Linked DNA regions of Ovis aries: region 1 is linked to region 2. Evidence: chromatin contacts called from public Hi-C data. All regions are on one chromosome and are shown on one strand. The core of a region is the stretch at or near the end of the contact, and the rest is flanking DNA. Distances in the headings are between cores, read along the strand shown. Region 1 has its middle 27 kb from the start of FOXO3. Region 2 overlaps ARMC2 (armadillo repeat containing 2).

Region 1 (2,700 bases), core at 169-2,668, 370 kb after region 2:
CGCCATCATCCCCGGGCTGAAGAACCCACTGCAGCAGAGCCAGGTCAGCCCTCACATCTTCAGGCTACAGGCCCAGAGAAAGACGGGACATCTCTTCTGGTAGCGCACAGCAAATCCAGGAAGCTTCCTGGTCAGAAGCCCTTGGTGAATATTTCTCCTCTCTGTGAGGACCAGGCAGCCTCATCCCTAAGTCAGTCACAATGCCCAAGGGGAATGGGCTCCTCTGATTGGTGTAAACCAAACAGGGACCACTCCTGGAGCTGGGCTGTGATCAGTCTCGTACAGCACGCCTGGCTGCCGCAAAATGACATGGGGCATGGTCACAGAAAACGGGACCCTGAATTTTGACGGAAGAAAAGAAACAGATGCTGGGGACGTGGCCCATACAAGTGTGCACGCTAATGGGTGGTCTCCAGTGTTTTCCATCATCTACCTCAATCAATAAACATGATACATATTTTGCTACCAATACAGCTTCTGCTAACGTAGCAGTATATTGTTCATCATAGAGCAAACGTGTTTTCGAAAGCTGAAATAAAAGAAAAATTATGGTTTTATGTTTTATCTATTAACAGGGTTCGAAAAGCTTTTTGCCATCAAGTCTGTGATTGGAAATACCTTATGCTCTTTTTAAAAATTCCAGCTTAATACTTCATGATTCAAAGGCCTAATCTTAAGTTTACATCTACACTTGGTTTTAATGGCTGTTATAGCAAAACAAAATACTCAAATGTCGATTCAAGTTAGACAAATTAAATTAATGGCTGCACCTCCTAATTCCTGATACTAGTTTTTTCAGTTCCATGCACCATTTACACAAAGTTGACAAAAGGTTAAAAAAAAATGAACCCTTAATTTGGAAGCTCATGAAATTTCATGTTTTGTAAGTGTGCAGATGTGGGAATTTTTATAAGTGACATCATTTTTGGCCACAAATCACATCTTGATGCAATATTCACAGACATGTTCAAAATGTTCTCTTTATAGCAGCAGTTACAGCTGTTGTAAAGCTGCTTCTTTCTCACTCTGATTTTTAAAACATCACTCATTCCTTCAAGGTACTGATTCGAAAAATACTCATTAGCAGAAAACTACTAAACTACTTATCACAGGAATGGTTGGCAAATTTAGAACAATTAAGTTTTTTTCTTTGTCAAGGAAAAATGTATAACTCATCTTTAAGTCCCAAAATTCTTTTAAGCACTTTGTCATGAGCAATCCAAAAGCCTCTATGTGGAACCAAAGTTTTTTGTGGCCACATCAATCCTCCACCATTTCATTTACAAAACTCTGTGAAGATCCTGCTACTGAAAGCTGTCTTTATAAAAGTAACCATGTCACTGACAGCCTGGAACACTGAACTGTAGCACAAGGTGATTCACTGCTGGCGGATGGACAAGCCTGTCAAGTCTCAGCACTGTGGCTGCCACCTCGCCCTGAGGACAAGTCACGTGGCTCTGGGTGCCTGCCAGCAGGCCTCGAGAGGTGCTAAGGGAAAGCCTGGTTGTGAAAAAGAGTAAAACACTTTTCATTTCTAAGTTTTTGGCTTATTTATAAATTTTAAATATGCTTTCCAACAAAACAGAACTTCCTGTACTTTTTTCCTGCATCTCAGGGCCTGTCATGTGCCCTGGTAGTGTGTACTCTCCCCAGTTTGGAGACCACTGCCCTCTGGTAGGACTTCGAGGATGCTAGTCTTGCTGCCATGGATTTCTGAGCTTCTTAGGAACAGGGGCTGGCCTGGACCTTCCTGTCCCTCCCAGGAACCCGGCACAGGGTCGGCTACTCCATGATGCTGGATGAATGGATGCCGGCATTCTGCCAGCTGGAAGCTCTGGGATGTGCTGATGCCCATGCAGACCCAGATGTGGGGTAGGGCTCAGAGAGGAATAAGTCCCAGGGCCTGTTCTTGAGCCTTCCTCATGTACTGGCCTGCTGCTGCTACTGCTGCTGCTAAGTCGCTTCAGTTGTGTCCAACTCTGTGCAACCCCAGAGACGGCAGCCCACCAGGCTCCGCCATCCCTGGAATTCTCCAGGCAAGAACACTGGAGTGGGTTGCCATTTCCTTCTCCAATGCATGAAAGTGAAAAGTGAAAGTGAAGTTGCTCAGTCGTGTCCGACTTAGTGACCCCACGGACTGCATCCTACCAGGCTCCTCTGTTCATGGGATTTTCCAGGCAAGAGTACTGGAGTGGGGTGCCATTGCCTTCTCCGGTACTGGCCTGAGGGATGTATAAACATGGGATGGCATACAACCCAGGGCAGAATGAAGTAGGAGCTGCTGAAGAAATGCTAGAAAGGTGTAGGAGAAAGGAGTAAAAGACCCTGTGTTCTTGTTCATTCTCCCTAGAAGGATTGTGAAAGGCTTCCTGGGGTAGGTGGCATTTTGTTCAGTGGTATAGGTTTTTGTACCATTGAAACAAGGAGAAAGGAGAGAGAAGAGGATGAAGTGGCCTTTAGGAAAGTGAAAGTCGCTCGTTTGTGTCTGACTCTTTGAGATCCCATGGACTGTACCCCACGAGGCTCTTCTGTCCATGGAATTCTCCAGGCAAGAACAGTAGAGTGGGTTGCCATTCCCTTCACCAGCGGATCTTCCTGACCCAGGGATCAAACCCAGGCCTCCCGCACTGCAGGCAGATTCTTCATCGTTTGAGCCACGAGGGAAGTCCTTCGTCAATGAGGAGGGCCTGTAGGGAGAAA
Region 2 (2,700 bases), core at 124-2,623:
CTCAACCCAACTGATTACACGTCTTCTAGTCAAATTAAACTCAGTAAAGATCATGTAAAGAAATCATAACTTTAAACTCCGAGGCACTCTGGAGTTCTGGCTTGTTTCTGCTTGTTTGTTTTTTCTTTTTAAACATCCCTCTATAACATAAAATAAAGAGAAAACTACAGATATGTAAAGAACAAGGATTTTGAAAATGTTTTAATGGAAAATTTTCTGAGGGAGGCCTGCAGGGACTTTCTCTCCTACAGAAAATAGAATGTTCACAGTATTGTGGGGCCAGGGCTTCTCACACCAGTGGTTTTGTGTGGGGCAACAGGAAGCCTGAGCTCTGGGTGCTGACAGACCTCAGTTCAAATCCCAGCTCCGTTACTGATGCACTGGGTGATGGGGGTCTGGTTTCTTATCCTTTCTGAGCCTCATCAGCAAAACCGAGATTAAAATATTTGCCTTCAGGGTTATGAGAATTCAAAGACCCGATGTAAGCAAAGCTCTGAGCCCAGTGCCTAGCATCTAGAAGCACTCAGTCAGCATGGTTTCACTTCCCTGGTTAAAAAAAAAAAAACAACAATAAAGAGGTCATCCCTGTCTGAAGTGTATCAGGCTGTGTGTTATCACCAGATCACCGAGAGAGAGGCAGCCTGAGGAGGCAGCTGTGGACAAGTTAGAACTCCCACAGATGGTGTACTTTAGATCCAACAGGTCTGCATTTTTGTCACAACACTCTCAGGAGGTCCCCACATTGTCACTATTTTCCAGATGAAGAGAGAGGGGCTCAGGGTTATTAAGTAACCTGGCCAAAGTCACAGAGCTCCACTGCATTGCACTTGACCTCTTTGGGGGCTATTCTGCCCTGAAGCAAATTGGCAAACTAAAAGATAACTTCAGGCAGAAATGTAAATCGTATTAGAAACTGCAAATCATGATTACATTTCACACAGGCAAGATCTCAAGGTCTAAAACAAAGACTGTCTAGCCGGGGGTGGGGGGTGGGGGCTGCCGGGCCAGACACTCAGAAGCAGAGCTAGAGACAAAATCCACAGCCTTCCTCCTCTGACGGCCTCGCCCTGAGGCCCTCAGGCTTTCCAGGTGGCTCTAGTGGTAAAGAACCTGTCTGCCAATGTAGGAGACATGAGCGATGCGGGTTCGATCCCTGGGTCGGGAAGATCCCTTGGAGGAGGGCATGGCCGCCCACTCCAGTATTCTTGCCTGGAGAATCCCATAGACAGAGGAGCCTGGAGGGCTGTAACCCATGGACCTCAAAGAGCCAGACATGACTGAAGCGACTCAGCACAGGCACACATGGTGCTCACACTGCTTCACACATCACTGCCAGCACGGTCTTCTGAGGCAGCACCCTGCAGCAAAGCATGTGACTATAACACACTAAAGAAACAAAAACGAGAACTGGACTCCCACCAGCACAGGCCAGGCACTGTCACTAAATGAGTTTGTACAGTATCTCAGCTCTCAGAGCTCCCGAGGTTTAGGAGCTGCAGGAAAAGGACTGCAGACCACCACCTCCATCTTCTGGCTCATTACTCTTACAAATCTTCCCTGACACTGATAAATCACGGATATGGATCCTAAAAGTAAACACGACTATTCAAGCTGTATAAACAACATAGTTGCTCATATTCCCAGGTGTCGGACACACTCAAAGTCCAAAGTATGAGAAATAAAATCAACATACATCAAGGCAAGGGGAAAGCCCAGAGATAAGAAGCCAGACAAATAATATAATAGACAATCATCCATGACAAACTTAAACTTATTAGAAATACAGACTTCAATGAGTCCAAATTTCACTGATTTCAGTTGAAATCAGTTTTGTTTTTTTTTTTTTATACCTTCTATGCGGTATGCTCTCTTAAGCAGAACCATTCTGTGAGAAACCACAATTATCAAACCGTTTGTCAGGACAAACAAAATTGATAACATGTTCACCCCAGGAAGAGCCGAATTACAGGGGTGAGCCAGAAATCACAGAGCAGTTTGTTTAACCTTTGGAAAGGAAAGGCCCTCACAGGCCCTTCCGAGTGCTTCTGAGACTTGTTTCTTCTCAGAACAGAAGTTAGCCAGACACTGTGGCGTAAGAGTTTGCTTTCAACCCTCTCCCAGGAACCCCCGTGTGAGCTGGGGTGTCCAGCCATGGCCTTTCCCCTCACGCATCTCCTCCAACTCTGCTCTCCAAAGAAATCTGATTTTATACGCTAACCCAGCTCCTACCCTAGAAACGGAAGCCTGGAGTCATGTGATCACTTTTTAAGATTGCCAGATGATAAATAAATAGAGTTTGTCTCCGTCTTGGGCAACAACCTAACATTCTAGAGAGCACTTTCATCTAGGTTCACACTTTGCTAAATATAAAAATTGTGATTCAACAGGAAATTGGGTAAGTCAAGCAGAAATTTCAGCATGTTTTTGGAAGATTTTGCTGTCTCAGTGGTTACAGTTCTTCACCACAGCTTTTGAGTTCGGGACACAAAAACTTGACAATGTTTATTGGCTGCTGGTTTTAGCATGCACATGTAAGATGCTTAGCAACAATGCTGACTGGGAAATCAGTCTAAGATTCTCCTGACTACTACAGAAATTCCTGCTGGTCACAAAAGTCATTTTACTGATAAGAAATTTGTTTGGAAGATAAGAAAATATTTTTTGAATTATTAGCTTGGTTTCATAAAAGTTCATGTGCAC

Evidence for each region. Hi-C and Micro-C count contacts between places; a contact is called where the count stands out from the background.
Region 1: a Hi-C map of muscle shows a contact between it and region 2, with 10 times the contacts expected there. The contact joins two enhancer-like sites. A contact is called at or near these places in 9 of 16 Hi-C or Micro-C datasets (hypothalamus, mesenteric adipose tissue, mixed tissues and 5 more).

What each region holds. Positions count from the first base shown.
Region 1 is chr8:28,948,708-28,951,407 of ARS-UI_Ramb_v3.0, forward strand. No RefSeq gene overlaps it. Among named protein-coding and RNA genes, the nearest start is that of FOXO3, 27 kb to the left of the region's middle. Within about 2 kb of position 1,419, at least 2 of the 54 cell types and tissues checked have an H3K27ac peak or open chromatin away from gene starts, as enhancers often do.
Region 2 is chr8:28,580,993-28,583,692 of ARS-UI_Ramb_v3.0, forward strand. All of the region lies in intron 6 of ARMC2 (armadillo repeat containing 2), which reads right to left. Among named protein-coding and RNA genes, the nearest start is that of ARMC2, 40 kb to the right of the region's middle. Within about 2 kb of position 1,374, at least 22 of the 54 cell types and tissues checked have an H3K27ac peak or open chromatin away from gene starts, as enhancers often do.